Regions from separate parts of the Mus musculus genome. Here all the other regions are linked to region 2. Evidence: chromatin contacts called from public HiChIP or PLAC-seq, capture Hi-C and promoter capture Hi-C data. All regions are on one chromosome and are shown on one strand. The core of a region is the stretch at or near the end of the contact, and the rest is flanking DNA. Distances in the headings are between cores, read along the strand shown. Region 1 overlaps Qpct (glutaminyl-peptide cyclotransferase (glutaminyl cyclase)). Region 2 holds the start of Cyp1b1 (cytochrome P450, family 1, subfamily b, polypeptide 1). Region 3 has its middle 130 kb from the start of Qpct. Region 4 has its middle 83 kb from the start of Qpct. Region 5 holds the start of Qpct (glutaminyl-peptide cyclotransferase (glutaminyl cyclase)).

Region 1 (2,700 bases), core at 176-2,675, 650 kb before region 2:
AAATTTTCATGAGGGACAGTCAAGATCCTTTTCTAGGAGAGACAAGCTAGAGAAATCAGGGATGCACAGAGTGTGGAAAGTCAAAACTGAATTTCTGTGAAAGGTATGTAGGTATTGTTATTGTTGGTGTACAGTTACCAATGGAGAACCCTGTGTGGAGTATGGTCAGCTTGGATCCCCAGAGCCTTGTGTAGAGATAGTCTAGAAAAGAGTTAACTGGAAAAAGTGGCAGGGCCAGGACCCTCACAACAGTGCATTTGCAGATTTAGTTGCACACACTGGAGAGTCTACTTCCCCAGAGCAATCCTGATCTGCGGCTGACAGCACCATTTCTCAGATACCCAAAATTAGAATTTACGCATAACCCCATCACACCTAGGACCAAGTACTAACGTTACCCCAGAATAGCTTCCTCTACTGCCTCACCCAGAATCAGAATGCCAAATGGTAGTCTCTCTAGCCTGACCCCTCATCACGCCTGGAGGCCCAACCTTTGATCCCTCGGAGTCAAGCGTGAACTGCTGCTTAGACTTTAGGAATATTGTGATAAAAAGCAGTGGTTTGGGAAATCTCCTTCAGAGCCTTCTGGTGGAGACATGGAGCCTAAATAAATCTGAAAGCTCAAGACACCACTGAGTACTGGTGTCCTAATTTCATCCTGGTTACTAAGATAAATGAAAATATTTATTTTGTATACAAAAAGGTTACTTCAGAGACAGCTGTTTGGGGCTCTTGGTGATATCTTTCGTGGAAGTCAGTATACATAGGAATGTTAGGAGTCATTGCCCAGGGTGGGGGAATTGAGTTGAGGAATGAGGTTCTGGGTGAAACTTCTGCACAATGCTAGCAGATAACCTTCAACAGATCCTTTAAAATCTCAGTGCATCTCCCTGGCTACCATCGGTGGTAAGAAGCCATTTTATGGAGCAGTTTATCATCTGGACTCCAGATGTGCTGGAGTTAAACAAAGTCTAGGGATAACTCATTTTTTTATCTTCTTTAGAAAACCTCGTCGTAGATGCACAGCGATCTCCCTCGATAGTGAAACAATGAACGATCTGTGTCATGTGATTTTATGTATCCTCATCACATTAACTCCCATTTTCTGCTACAGTCAATTCAAGTTCCCTGCGGTAGAACACTGTGAACAAAAGCACAGTATAGGACTTGTGGGGAATAACAAAATAAGGGAGCTGGTTGTGGAAAGGCTCTAAGCGTTTCTTTTGATGAATAGAAAAAGAGCATGTCTGTAGAGTAGCAGCTGTAAAGCAAGGTAAGGGATGCAGAGCGCTGTCTGGGTTAAAGTCTACCAGCCACACACAACAAAGGGATCTGTCTATTTGGCTTTCTCAGGGTCGATGGTGTGCCGCAGAGCCTCCACCCACTCTGTGTAAGTTTCCCCTCTCCTTGGAAGCCTCCTGCTGGAATTTGTGCAAAGCTCTCTGGGCCTGTGTGTCATGTTACATCAGCAGGCTGTAGGCCACACAAGACTTGGCCAGAATAGAAAATCCTGTATTTCTTTGGGAGGAACAAAACCCTCCCATTTGTTTCCAGCTATTGTGAGTTATTTGCTCATTTATCTCAAGGTCCCTCCTGTCTAGATGTTAATGGTGGGACAAACTGTCAGTGATTCTAATGGCTCATTTGTGATCTGAGGTTTAGGAATGTGTTTTAATAAGGCACCTTACAAAGATGGAAACAACACTGGAGGGAAACAAAGAAATGGAGTGAGGAACAAGTCCAAGGAAAAATAAGGACAGGAAAAAAAGAGCAGAGTGAGACAGTGTCAAGCTCATTCCAAACTTCTCAGGTCACACATTTTACATCCCTAAGGAAGACACTGTCAGTCTCTGTCATGGTGGGCCTTTCTTCCCGATTCCTGCTACTGTCCCCATGCTGCCTAGAAGGTCCAATGTGTCCATGAGGCAGTGCTGAGAGATTTCTCTGAGCTTCAGATCTGGACCTACCTTGGATACAAAATGAAAGCTGGGATGAGAGTTGCTTATTGATTCTTACTGTGGGTAGGGTCTGACCGTATACCCATCTATCCGTTGCTATGGGGACTTTCCCTACAGCCCTCAGTAGGTGGGTGCTCATATGTTTCCCCTACTACTCTGGAAGCATTTCAGGGCTTGGAGAGCATTCTGTGCACTTGGCACACGTGCACATACGCCCACAGCTGCCATTTGTGATTCTTCGAAAGCTTGGAGTGGAGGTTTACAGATCTGCTATGCTTACTTTCTCAAAGAGAGCACCCCGGCTTGTTACAAATGTTAGAAGTAGTCTTTAGGGGCGCTGAGCTGAACTTGCTCCCTGAGCTGTAGATGTGCCCATGACAGATTGTTAAGTAAAGTAGGCTGCTTTCCCTGCAAAAGAACACACTCCTCTTTCAAATATACGCGCTTGTATGCTGGTGAGGTTTGCACAATCAAAGAGAAGTCTGTAGAAAGATCCCCATCAGGTTGCTAGTGTTGGTAAATATTGACAACTGAACGGGATGAATAAGTAGGCGAAAGGTTAGGACTGGGGGAGACTAGTCTCTCCTTTCAACGAGAAGCTGCTACTAACTAAAAATAACAACTAGTAGTAACGTTATTACTATCAGTAAACATGCAAGGCATGTCTGCCGTTAATCCTAGTGCTTGGAATGAGGAGGAAGGAGGATTACCATAAATTCTGTGCTAGCCTGGGGCCTGATCA
Region 2 (2,700 bases), core at 94-2,593:
AATGACCGGCTGCGTTGGATCGAGGAAGGCGCCGCCCGCACAGCGCCGCACCAGCACTGCCACCAATTCTCGAGCCTCTGCCAGCGCGTGGCCCTCGAGAAGACCGCGACTGCGCGGGTGGCGCGTGGAGAAAGCACGCATCGTGCTATAGGCCGAGCGTCGCTGCGTCTTCCAGTGCTCAGAGTAGTGACCGAACGCCAGACTGCGGCCACCAGACACCACACGGAAAGAGGCGAAGGGCGGCCGGTCCGCGAAGATGCTGCCCTGCTGCACCAGGGCCTGGTGGATGGCACTCTCTCCATTCAGCACCACCACGGGACAGCTGCCCAGACGGATCTGGAAAACGTCGCCATAGCGCCTTGCAAGGCGAGCGAAGTACAAGTGCGACGCCTGGCCAACAGCCGCCGCGTTTCCGATCAGTGGCCAAGGAAAGGGACCTGGGGGCGAGGACCACGGTTTCCGTTGCCACTGTCGCAGCAGCCACTGGCCTAAGTGCACGGCGGCCAGGACGGAGAAGAGTAGCAGAAGAGTGGTCTGCTGGGTAGACAGCGAGCTCAGCTGCTGTGGACTGTCTGCACTAAGGCTGGTGGCCATGCTGGGGACACAAAGGCAAACCGTGAAACTCAGGTGTGCAAAGGAAAAAAAGAGTGCCCTCCGTCCCGCGTCTCGGCCCCAGCATGGGGCTTTACCCTGGGATTGAGTAGAGAGGAGGCAGTGCATAATTCAGGTAAAGGCTAGCTTTCTGGGCAAGATGCTTAAAACTATGTTTCCTACCCAACTCAGCCTCCAGCAGAGACCTATCGGCTTCCAAATCCCCAGCTGCCTAACGGTTCCCAGAATTCCGACACAATGCCGGTGGGTGGCAGACACTGAGGCAGGTTTCTTTTAAAGTACCTAATACCCCCACCCCTGACCTTCAAGAACTGCCCTGAAGAGACCTCAGGAAAGTGGCTCCGCGGACAGACTGACCTGCGATGAAGCGTGGTTTCCAGCGGTGTAGAGCAGCGGGATCTGGGAGAAGCTCTGGAGCCTCTGCCCAGATTCTGGCAAGGCTTCAACCTGAGAGTCCCCAGGGACCCCGAGACCTAGACACCTGAGGCCCGCTGCTTTAGCACCTACTCTTGACTCAATCAGAGCCTAAACTTAGATTAGGATGGAGGACAGGGACAAAAGTGTCTCAAGTTTGCACCTGGGACCCCGCAAAGTCAGGGCTTTCTCACGGAGTTGGGGTTGCAGTTGAGAAGGGTCGGGGGTGGGAGTTGATAAAGTGGAGTTAAATCCCAGCCCGCTGGCAGTTTTCAAGCTGGCGTCGCAGAGGTGTCTGCAACGCACCCCAGAGGCGATGCGCCATCCCTCTACTCCGGGGTTTTAAGGACTGGGTAGAGACTGGAGGAAGCGGGACCTTAGGGGGTGGGGCGTGAGGGGCGGGACGCACTGCGAAAATCCACAGATCTGTGAGTTGGGTCTCACATCCGTGCTTAGTGACCCAGGGTGGTCCAGTGGGAAATCCGCGCCTCTGGCTGGGACCCTCCTGAAACAATAGCTGGCAGCTTTGTTAGGATCCGCCTTGTAAAGTTTTCCTTTGGCGACAAGGGCTTGTCGTCAGTCATCCTCCCCACCCCCCACCCCCCAGTCAAGACCCCCACGCTTTCCTCAGAACCGAGCTTGGGACAGAATTTCCAACGCCTCTGCGCGCTGGAGCAAAGCTCAACCAGGAGCACGCCCTCCTCCTCCAGGTGACTCGAGTTTGGTGCCTTGCTCATGATCCTTAGGCACCGAGCCAGGAAAAGAAACTTGCTATTTTAATATCAGGACAGCTTGGTTTGCCTTGCATTTATCTTTATCTTAAGGTTTTACAAAGCATTTGGCCCCACGGCCGCGGCCCTTTGTGTGCACAGATCTCTACCTCTGAGATTTGGAAACCTTTAAAGTTCTCCCGCCCCAAGGCGTGCACCATCCTTCTGCACACAAAGCTCTCAGAAGGCAAGGCTTCCCGCGTTGAAACGACAGGAACTCTGCCACCTGCTGGACACGCGTGACAGCTCAGGTCGCCCCAGGCAGTGATCCAAGCTTGGGCACCAGAGACAGTCCTGGAGCGCCAGACCCGAGAGGGGGCGGTGAGTGGGAGGAGGAGGCGGCTCTGTACGCCAACAAACGGTTGGGTTGAAAAGTTTCTGCTGTCGCCTCCCCCTTGCGTGCGGAGCTGTGCCTTGCGTGCGCCGCTTCTGGGAAGTCGGCTCCAGTCATCTCCCTGGGCGCTGCTCGCGGCCGCCCCTCCCGCGTTTCTCACGACACCTGACACGCCGAGGCGGCGGCCAAGGGCGGGGTGCCTGCCGCCACCACCCTTGGCGGCGCACGCACAGCTGCCGCCCGCAGGGCCTGCCCTGAGGATGCTCGATCGCAGCCAACTGGTCGACCCCCACTCACTCAGCTTGTTTCCCAAACTAGCTTCGGGGACGCTTTCTTCAAAGAGAAAGCCAAGGATGTCAAAAGGCCTGGGAAGCAACTGCTCTTGTTTATGGTCAATGCAAGGTATCGTGCAAAACACCTGAGAGAACAAGGTTTCTGTTAGGCTCTGGAAAAGGCAACCCAAGAAAGAGGTAGACTGCTTCTAATAAAGGAAGAATTGTAGCCCCAGGTCATTGGTGTGATCTCTGGATAACCCGTTCCCAGCGTTGTGTTATTGTCTCATTTACAAAT
Region 3 (2,700 bases), core at 173-2,672, 530 kb before region 2:
CCCTGAATGTTCGTTAGTGCTTGACTGAAGCTTGGACGGCATGTGGTGGCCTACATCCTTTAAGCGTGAGGTGTCAGAACCCCTGTGACATAATGTAGAGTAGAGGTCAACAAATCCATGGGTCAAATCTGTGAGTTAAAAGTGACCTTCATCATTGTGATATTATTGCGAGGGAGGAAGAGGTTGAGGGCGTAGGAGGACGAGAAGGAGGGAGAGGAGAAGAAAGGGAAGAGGGAGGGGTAGTATGCATAAGAGCCAAGGAAAGACCGGACATAAGCTGTCTGGACATTCACAGGAGATGCGTGAAGTTGTCTGATGTAAAGGAAGTCATCCAAAGGAGCGCATGTGTTTAGAGTTAATGATGTACAGGATCATCTTCTCTACATTTTTCATATGTATTTACAGCTGGGTGTGAGGCCAAACATCACTGAGGAGAAGAAGCCATCTATTGTGCCTCTGGTTGCTCGGAAAGGAGAGGGAAGCTATACAAGACTCTTCCTTGTTGCGGGAAATACTTAAAAAAAAAGAGAACTGGCACATGTCTGTGCTGTGCCAACAACTCTCTGCCCCTGCGGCCTGGCCAGCCATGCACTGGCGGGCAATGGCCAACCTGTTTTTATCTCATGGAGACTGACTCAGAACTCCACAATCTCTCCACCCAGCTCACTAGGTTCCCACTGGTGGGTTGCTACCATGCTAACCCCATGCTTCAAATCCCCCACAGCCCTGGTGGTGCACATCTGACAAACCAACACTTTGTCACCCTACCTTTCTCTCTTGAACTCAGTTGAACCACCATGTGAAGGAAAACACCATATAGACTTAGTTCAGAAACAATGGCAACTCAATCTCTGGGCACAACAACTAAAACCTTATCTTGTAAACCCTATTCAATCTGATTCCTCCGGAAGCGAATCCTGCTGGATCTGCCATGATAACAGGGAAACTCTAGCTACATCTTGTGCTCATACTATCCCCGTCCAAAAAGACCTAACTCTCTCCTGCTTCCTCTCTTCTTCTCTCCAACCTGGAAGTCCCTTCTACTTGCCCAGTGGTTGGCTCTTTTATTTATTAGGGAATTGGTTTACAAGAAGTCATCTGAGTATGTGTAACTCACTCCTTGTCCACGACCCCACCCAGGAGAGTGGAATTAGCATACAAACAGCACCAAGCCCATCCACAACACTTCCTTACCTACTCCCAATGCCCTTGGTATCTCTTGTGGGATGGGGACATGGGTTAAAAACACCATGAGCCTTTGGTAAGGACCAGTGTCTCTTCTTCCTTTAGTGGAGCTAGATTTACAGGAATTAAAGAGAAAAATGTGGACATTATTGGAGCCTAATCTTCAAAACACCTTATTCAAGCTGAGGTAAGATTCCCTACAATAAAGGAGTTGTGTGTAGCTATACACACTTAATTAATATGGAAGCTGATGAAATAGTTGCTGATTGGGTAGTTAGTTTCCATAGTTACCACCGTTCTTTTTTTGGGAGAAACCTTGTTTCTTTTCCAGCTTACCTTTTCCAATTCACATACTTTTAATAAAGGCTGTGTTTGTATTTCCTGTCCCTCCAATGTCAATGAGAGAATTTATTTTATAATGTGCATGAACTGGCAGCTCCTCAGAAAATAAACATTGTTGTCAGAATGAAGTCATCTGTTTGGAGAGCAAAGCCCTAAGATCACTCAAGAGGCGGGAACCCAGTGCCCTCTGCAAGCTCAGCCCTTTGGCACACACAGCCATTGTCAAGACCTGTTTCCAGAGCAACTGAATTCTCTCCTGAAATGGCTTGGCAGCCAACAAGCTCTTTTTCCTGGGGGTCTGGGGTAAATCCTTTCAAGGACTGTATTTTAAGTCAGCTTGTTCCTGATGGAAATCAAGATCACTGCCAGCTCAAGAATGTAGCACTACCCTAAAGTGGGCTCACCTAATAAATTTTTTATAGTGTGTAGACCATGGTATGTATTTGGGGGTTGGGATCCACTTATGTTCCCATCATTCTAGAAACATGATCCTGAAGTCCAAACAGTATCTGGCCCTTTGGGTTACTTTCAGTGTAATATTGCATTTCGGCACACTATACAGAGACAACCGCTTATGTGATATAGACTTTGATTGTATTGGCCGGAATTGAGTTTGGGATAACTAGCCATTCGGTAGTACAGACTTTGCTTTCTGACTGTGGCATGGCAAAGGGTGGGAAGTGTGTGTGTGTGTGTGTGTGTGTCTGTGTGTTGCGTTTGTGTGTATGTATACACATGGAGGAGAAAGACCACACCAGGTGTTTTCCTTGATCATGCTCCACCTTAATATTTGGAGACATGATTCCTTTTTCTTTTTCCCAATTTTTTTTATTAGGTATTTACTTCATTTACATTTCAAATGCTATCCTGAAAGTCCCTTATACCCTCCCCTCCCACTCCCCTACCCACCCACTCCCATTTCTTGGCCCTGGTGTTTCCCCTGTACTGGGGCATATAAAGTTTGCAAGACCAAGGGGCCTCTCTTCCCAATGATGGCTGAATAGGTCATCTTCTGCTACATATGCAGCTAGAGACACGAGTTCTGGGGGGTACTGGTTAGTTCATATTGTTGTTCCACCTATAGGGTTGCAGATCCCTTTAGCTCCTTGGGTACTTTCTCTAGCTCCTCTATTGGGGGCCCTGTGTCCCATCCAATAGATGACTGTGAGCATC
Region 4 (2,700 bases), core at 35-2,534, 580 kb before region 2:
CATTTCCTGACCTACCTCATTCCCTAAACACCAATCAGCTTAAAAGTCACGCTGTTCTGCCAATCACATTGTGCCTAATGGCTGCTGCCTTGAGAACTGTAGAAAGGCTTCCCAGACGAGCTGGTCATTCTCTTTCTCCATGCGCAGGGCAATCCCAATGTGTTGGAACAATAAATTTCTCTTGCTTTTTGCAACGGTTCCGTGTTGTTCAATTATGGGGTCCCCGTAAGCAAAGGCTTACTAGAGTCTTACAGATCATGCATGTAGTATGTAGGCAGGAAGTATGTCAGGATGTGTGCTTGCCCCTGGTTGGACGAAAGTGGGAAGTACATAGCCTTGTGGGTTTTGCCTTTATAAGCACCAGACTGTAATTTGTGATAATTCTCTGGGAATCCTGGGTATGAACCTGGCCAACTGTCCATCATCCTGGGCAGTACTTAACGAAGCTTGCTTCAAATTTGGCTCATCAATTGTGGTAGTGGTCTTATTGTCACCTGGTGGGAATAACGAGATCACTGGAATAGGTTATATGTGCAGATTAAACTTTCAGACCTCTCATGCTGTGAATAAGTGTACAAACTAACCTTTAGTAGTAATTATCTATAGATTACATACCACTTTTACCCACCCACTCACATACATCCACTAGATAAAAAATTTTTTTAATTTTATAAAATTATGTCTAGGATACATCTAAATGATGCAGTTGCATAGCTGAATGAAATATGTACAAAAGTCAGAGAAAGCTAAATGTCTCCAGAAACATTAGTGTTGAATGTCTACAGAAGAATTACAGCATTTGGCTTGTTATGACTTGTTCCCTCAAGTAAAGTATTCTAAAGAATGGTGCAATGCATTTCTAAGAGGATCACATGGGGCTGTCAAATGTGTTACATTGTAATTAAACAAAACAAAACAAAACAAAACCAGGCTTTCCCTTTTAGCTCTGTACCAGTTACTTTTTGTTGCTGTGATGAAACATAGTCAAAAGTGAATTATGGGAGGAAGAGTTTTTTTTTTTTTTTTTTTTTTTTACATATGATTCAGGAAGGGGACCAATCAGGTCAGTGGAGGCATGGCAGCAGGCAGATGGACCAGGGAAATTAGCTTCAACATTTTCACCCACATGTAGAAGACAGAGTGAACAGGAAGACGGGGTGAGGCTGTAAGCTCCCCAAGCCATGTCTAGTGACATGCCTGGACTTCCTTCAGTAAGGCTCTGCCTCCCTGAAGAGTACCACCAACTGGGGACCATGTGTTCAAATGCCTTGGGAATGTTTCTCATTACACCCATCCCAAGGTCTAACTTGCATCTCAAAATACAAAAGAGGTGTGTTTTAGGTTGAGAGTCTGAGATTCTGTGAGGGCAAAACAAAGGACCATTAGAAGCTGGAGGAAGCTAGTTGTGAAAGAAAGAAGAGAGGCCTTGCTTTTCTTATTCAATTGTAAAGGGTTTTGCAAATTAACTGAGATATCCAAATGAATTCTGTTCATTTGCAGGCCTGGAGGCTGAAAGTCTCAACTATAAGGTTGGGCAGAGCCTTGTTTCCTCTGAATGCTAAAGAGTTGGAGGCCTTCTCTTTCCTCTCGCTGCTCTGGCAGCCCATGCTTTCTGGGTCTTAGAGCTGTGCACTAGTCCCTGCTTCTGTTCTGGAACCATATTATGTGTGTACCCCAGTTTCTCTTTTCTTAGAAGGAACCATTTCTATTAGAATTATTTCTATTACAGTATAGCCTCATCATTATGTTACATGCGACTGTCCTACTGACAGAGCTACATTTGGAAGTCCATGGGTCAGGTCTTCAATGTATCTTTTTAGAACATATGCTTCAACAGCTCCCTGTAGTTGAGTGGTCTGAGATTTCTTAGGGGAGAGGTGGAGCCTGGATTTCAGCGGAAGCCAGGAGCATGGGGGTAAGGATGACTTGTCTTAGGTTTTCTAAGCCAGAACAAGGGGTTGAAGACTTGGGGCAAGAACTGTAAGGCAACAGGGAAACAGGAAGCTCTGACTCATGTCCTGGGCTTAGACTGGATGCCTCACTGATCAACCCTGGAGAGCTGGCGAGGGACCGATGTTCACTGGAGCCCCGTGCACAGCCTCACTGCCTCTGCCTGGATGCTGCCACTCCGGGCCGTGCATATTCCATCTGGGTTAATGATATTTCAGTTGTTAACTTTTGTAAATGCCATCCCTGGGATAATGACTTAAGTGAACCTTAGCTTTAATTTATTCAGAGACAGAGCAAAAAAAGTTTTAAAATCTGGTAGTAAAGGAAAGTAAAAACAACTTGATGGGAGTATAAATTTAAGAAAAACCTTTTATTTCACTTTTTAAAGTGTAGGTGTGGTTTGAATGCATTTGCTGTCAAGCAGGAGGGCACAATATCCTACTGTGGGTTTGGGACCAGGCACACTGGTACTAGGTCAATATTAAAAGAGAAATAAAAGATTCCAGCTGGCAATTATTACCTACCAGGTGTCCTTTCTCATGAATGTCCTCTAGACTCCAGTCAGGGCACCGGGATGCGTGCCCTAAGTCATGGATGCTTTCTTAGTTTGGACTTTGCCCTGGCCATCTGGCAGGAGAAGGTACAGCTGCTTCCTCCTCATGAGGACAGTGGCACTTTGGCACACATGTACAGAGCATTGCCAGAGGCAAGTGACTCAGGAGTGGTCTGAGCCAGTTTTGACTTCTGCCT
Region 5 (2,711 bases), core at 27-2,526, 660 kb before region 2:
AACCTATGAACTAAATATACCCTTTCCCCGGTTTTTCTTTTCTGCAGTGCTGAGAATTGAAACCGAGGTTTAAAGTACCCTACCACTGAACTACCCTGTCAGCTCTGATTGCCCCCCACCCCCCACTTCTCCTGCAGTCCTGAGGACTATACACATGTGCTTTACATGAGACCCAGATCTAGTCAGCTTATTTGCTTGTTTTTATTTGTAAGATGGGATTATCTAGATAATAATGATTTATGATGCAAAAAAAAACCCCACAAAACTCCAAAAACCAAAAAACCTAGCCCCTAGGGTTGCCTGCAGGAGATGGTTTTTAGTATTACCCTCTCCATATCATAATCCAAGGACATGCACTGTATCCCTTATATAGAAATGCCATAAATTTACATATAAAATGAACATCTTCCCATAGACTTTAAATCATTCCTAATTTGCTTATAATGTTTGATGACATGCAATAAGTATTACATTCTTTAAAGAATATGGTGTGTGGGTGTGGATGTTCGTGTACAGCACTGATACAAACCCCGTTGCTTTTGATTTGTGGTTGGTTGACTGCCCAGTGAAAAGGCTGGTGGAAGAAGAGGACTCCCTAAAATTTTACTTGGGCTTTTCCTTTTAGAGACAGTCATAAGAAATAATTACTTTTGGGACAACTGTAATATTTTAAATCTCACATATTTCAGTAATTATTTCAACCTTACCTGTCAGTTTGGGCATACAGTGGGCTGTCTCTTAAAGGAAAGATAACTATTTTCGAGAAAAGGGACACAAGATAAAAATGGTAGCTTCTAGAGTGGCGGTTCTCAACCTGCGGATCTAACAACCCTCTCGCAGGGGTCACAGATCAGATAGATAGCCTGCATATCAGATAGTCACATTACAATTCATAGCAGTAGTAAAAACTGCAATTATGAAGTAGCAACGAAAATAATTGTATGGTTGAGGATCACCACAACATGAGGAATTGTATTAAAGGGTCTGAGCATTAGGGAGGCTGAGAACCACTGTTCTAGAGCGAACACTTTTCCCAGAACCTTCCAGTCCAGCGCCCCCTTCCTCTAGGTCTCAGACCACCTAGAACCTGGGACGGTGCCTTGTACAGAGCATTGCACAAATATTGATTTTGTCTGAGTGTCATGGTGAATAGGTGCAGAAAACCACTTATAGCCCCCAGGGCCTGGTAAACTCTTTTCGTATCTATGGACTACAGGAAGGCTTTTCCTTGTCCTTCCTTCCTTCCTTCCTTCCTTCCTTCCTTCCTTCCTTCCTTCCTTCCTTCCTTCCTTCCTTCCTTCCTTCCTTCCTTCCTTCTTTCCTCCCTCTCTCTCCCTCCCTCCCTCCCTTCCTTTTTTCCCTCCATCCTTTCTAAAATAAGGAAGTGTTTTCTTTGTCCCTTGGATTCCAAAGCTCCTGTCACCCAGGGAAGCTCAGTCCCCTGGCTTCCAGGCTTCTGGGAGAGGACTGCTGGTTTGTGCTTGCGCTGCACAGCGGGAGGCCACAGGAGGCGACTGGGAGGCAGACACAATCAATCCAGGGGTGGAGAAGGGAGAAGGCAGGGCGACCGGCGCGCGTTCCCGGGCTCGTGACCGCTGGCGGCCCCGGGAATCCACGCCCACACACTCTTGCAGAGATGGCAGGCAGCGAAGACAAGCTCGTCGTGGGCACTCTCCACCTGCTGCTACTGCAGGCGACCGTCCTGTCTCTGACAGCTGGGAATCTGAGTCTGGTCTCCGCTGCCTGGACGCAGGAGAAGGTGAGGGGCCACTGCTGCGTTCTGAACTTGAGTGGCGTTGGAGGGTGCCAGGACCTGGGACTCGGCCACCTTCTCTTGGACTAGCGGGAGGCGGGTCAGGGATGCTGTCCCCCTGCTCAGGCACCAAGTCCTCACCCAACTCCTGGGAACCAGTGCTCTCTCTCCCAAGTCTGGGCGCCAGGGCTGGTCTCGGGGCTGCGCTAGTGTCGCCTGGGGGCTGAGTGATGTCACCCGCCTCCCTTTGGCTGCGCTCTGATGGGGGGTGGTGGTGCTGCTGATAGGCACAGGAAGTATGTCTCGCTGGCTGTGCAAGAACAGGGACATGGGGGCGCCACTGCCCAATCGCGACCCGCGAGCTCCGCGCTCCCCGCGCTTGCTCCTGGATGCCTAGACCGCGCGTCTAGGGGTGTCCCCATGGATGCCCAACTACAGCATTCAAGGATGCTACATGGGGATTGAGTTTCCTGGTGGACTCAGCGCCAGCATATTGTTAAATATTTAAAAGAGACGCACGCTGTTTTCAGATAAATGAATTCAGTTGTGGAAATCTCATTTAAGGAATTCAGAATAAAAATGATTTGCCAAGTCGCTTTGTGTGAAGAAAATAGATTCACAATTACTTCCTTTTCTTGTGCAACAGTTTTGAAATCATGAAATTGCTACGAGCTGTGCAAACGATGACGGTTTGGGAATAAAATGGCATGTCTTTAAAGAAACTAGGAAAAGCATCAGTCTAGGGATAGAACCTTGCGCGCGACATTACTAAACAAGTACTTTAAGTGCTTTTAGCGTTTCTGCACGTCCAACATGCTCATTCCCAGCTAGTTTCATGCACTAGTGTATGAATGGCCCACTTCAGGTGAGCTCAAGCATAGCCAACTTCTTTTCAGGACTCACAACAGATCCCCATTTACACGGGGAGTCTGGAGTGGGTGTGGGAAGTCAACACCGT

The links. Promoter capture Hi-C pulls out the DNA fragments that hold promoters and counts their contacts. HiChIP or PLAC-seq counts read pairs in DNA pulled down with a chosen protein or histone mark. Capture Hi-C pulls out chosen DNA fragments and counts their contacts.
Region 1: a promoter capture Hi-C map of liver shows a contact between it and region 2, with 4 times the contacts expected there. The contact joins the enhancer-like site here to the promoter of Cyp1b1 in region 2. A contact is called at or near these places in 4 of 39 promoter capture datasets (cranial neural crest, embryonic stem cells, hippocampal neurons and 1 more), 1 of 484 Hi-C or Micro-C datasets (bone marrow-derived macrophages), 4 of 115 datasets of contacts at active chromatin or transcription factors (astrocytes, bone marrow-derived macrophages, embryonic stem cells and 1 more) and 2 of 9 other capture datasets (adipose tissue and liver).
Region 3: a contact with region 2 is called in an HNF4G HiChIP or PLAC-seq map of pancreatic cancer cells. The contact joins the enhancer-like site here to the promoter of Cyp1b1 in region 2. A contact is called at or near these places in 4 of 39 promoter capture datasets (embryonic stem cells, hippocampal neurons and liver), 2 of 115 datasets of contacts at active chromatin or transcription factors (embryonic forebrain and pancreatic cancer cells) and 1 of 9 other capture datasets (adipose tissue).
Region 4: an H3K27ac HiChIP or PLAC-seq map of embryonic stem cells shows a contact between it and region 2, with 4 times the contacts expected there. The contact joins the enhancer-like site here to the promoter of Cyp1b1 in region 2. A contact is called at or near these places in 9 of 39 promoter capture datasets (the 3T3-L1 cell line, 3T3-L1-derived adipocytes, cranial neural crest and 4 more), 1 of 484 Hi-C or Micro-C datasets (embryonic stem cells), 2 of 115 datasets of contacts at active chromatin or transcription factors (embryonic stem cells and stem cell-derived neural progenitor cells) and 2 of 9 other capture datasets (embryonic stem cells and liver).
Region 5: a contact with region 2 is called in a capture Hi-C map of macrophages, with 8 times the contacts expected there. The contact joins the promoter of Qpct here to the promoter of Cyp1b1 in region 2. A contact is called at or near these places in 5 of 39 promoter capture datasets (cranial neural crest, embryonic stem cells, hippocampal neurons and 2 more), 1 of 484 Hi-C or Micro-C datasets (bone marrow-derived macrophages), 4 of 115 datasets of contacts at active chromatin or transcription factors (astrocytes, bone marrow-derived macrophages, embryonic hindbrain and 1 more) and 2 of 9 other capture datasets (adipose tissue and macrophages).

Annotation. Positions count from the first base shown.
Region 1 is chr17:79,067,831-79,070,530 of GRCm38.p6, forward strand. All of the region lies in intron 2 of Qpct (glutaminyl-peptide cyclotransferase (glutaminyl cyclase)), which reads left to right. Among named protein-coding and RNA genes, the nearest start is that of Qpct, 17 kb to the left of the region's middle. Within about 2 kb of position 1,426, at least 78 of the 459 cell types and tissues checked have an H3K27ac peak or open chromatin away from gene starts, as enhancers often do. A contact at or near this core is called in adipose tissue, liver and neural tube, where this site is marked.
Region 2 is chr17:79,713,718-79,716,417 of GRCm38.p6, forward strand. Cyp1b1 (cytochrome P450, family 1, subfamily b, polypeptide 1) reads right to left here and starts at 1,344. Exons shown (of 3, transcript NM_009994.2): 1 at 970-1,344; 2 at 1-595. The coding sequence starts at 594. RefSeq lists promoters at 1,211-2,700, 1,217-2,415 and enhancers at 2,147-2,415, 2,178-2,208, 2,199-2,228, 2,341-2,369.
Region 3 is chr17:79,179,044-79,181,743 of GRCm38.p6, forward strand. No RefSeq gene overlaps it. Among named protein-coding and RNA genes, the nearest start is that of Qpct, 130 kb to the left of the region's middle. Within about 2 kb of position 1,423, at least 20 of the 459 cell types and tissues checked have an H3K27ac peak or open chromatin away from gene starts, as enhancers often do. A contact at or near this core is called in pancreatic cancer cells, where this site is marked.
Region 4 is chr17:79,133,982-79,136,681 of GRCm38.p6, forward strand. No RefSeq gene overlaps it. Among named protein-coding and RNA genes, the nearest start is that of Qpct, 83 kb to the left of the region's middle. Within about 2 kb of position 1,285, at least 39 of the 459 cell types and tissues checked have an H3K27ac peak or open chromatin away from gene starts, as enhancers often do. A contact at or near this core is called in embryonic stem cells, where this site is marked.
Region 5 is chr17:79,050,630-79,053,340 of GRCm38.p6, forward strand. Qpct (glutaminyl-peptide cyclotransferase (glutaminyl cyclase)) reads left to right here and starts at 1,277. Exons shown (of 7, transcript NM_027455.3): 1 at 1,277-1,759. The coding sequence starts at 1,637.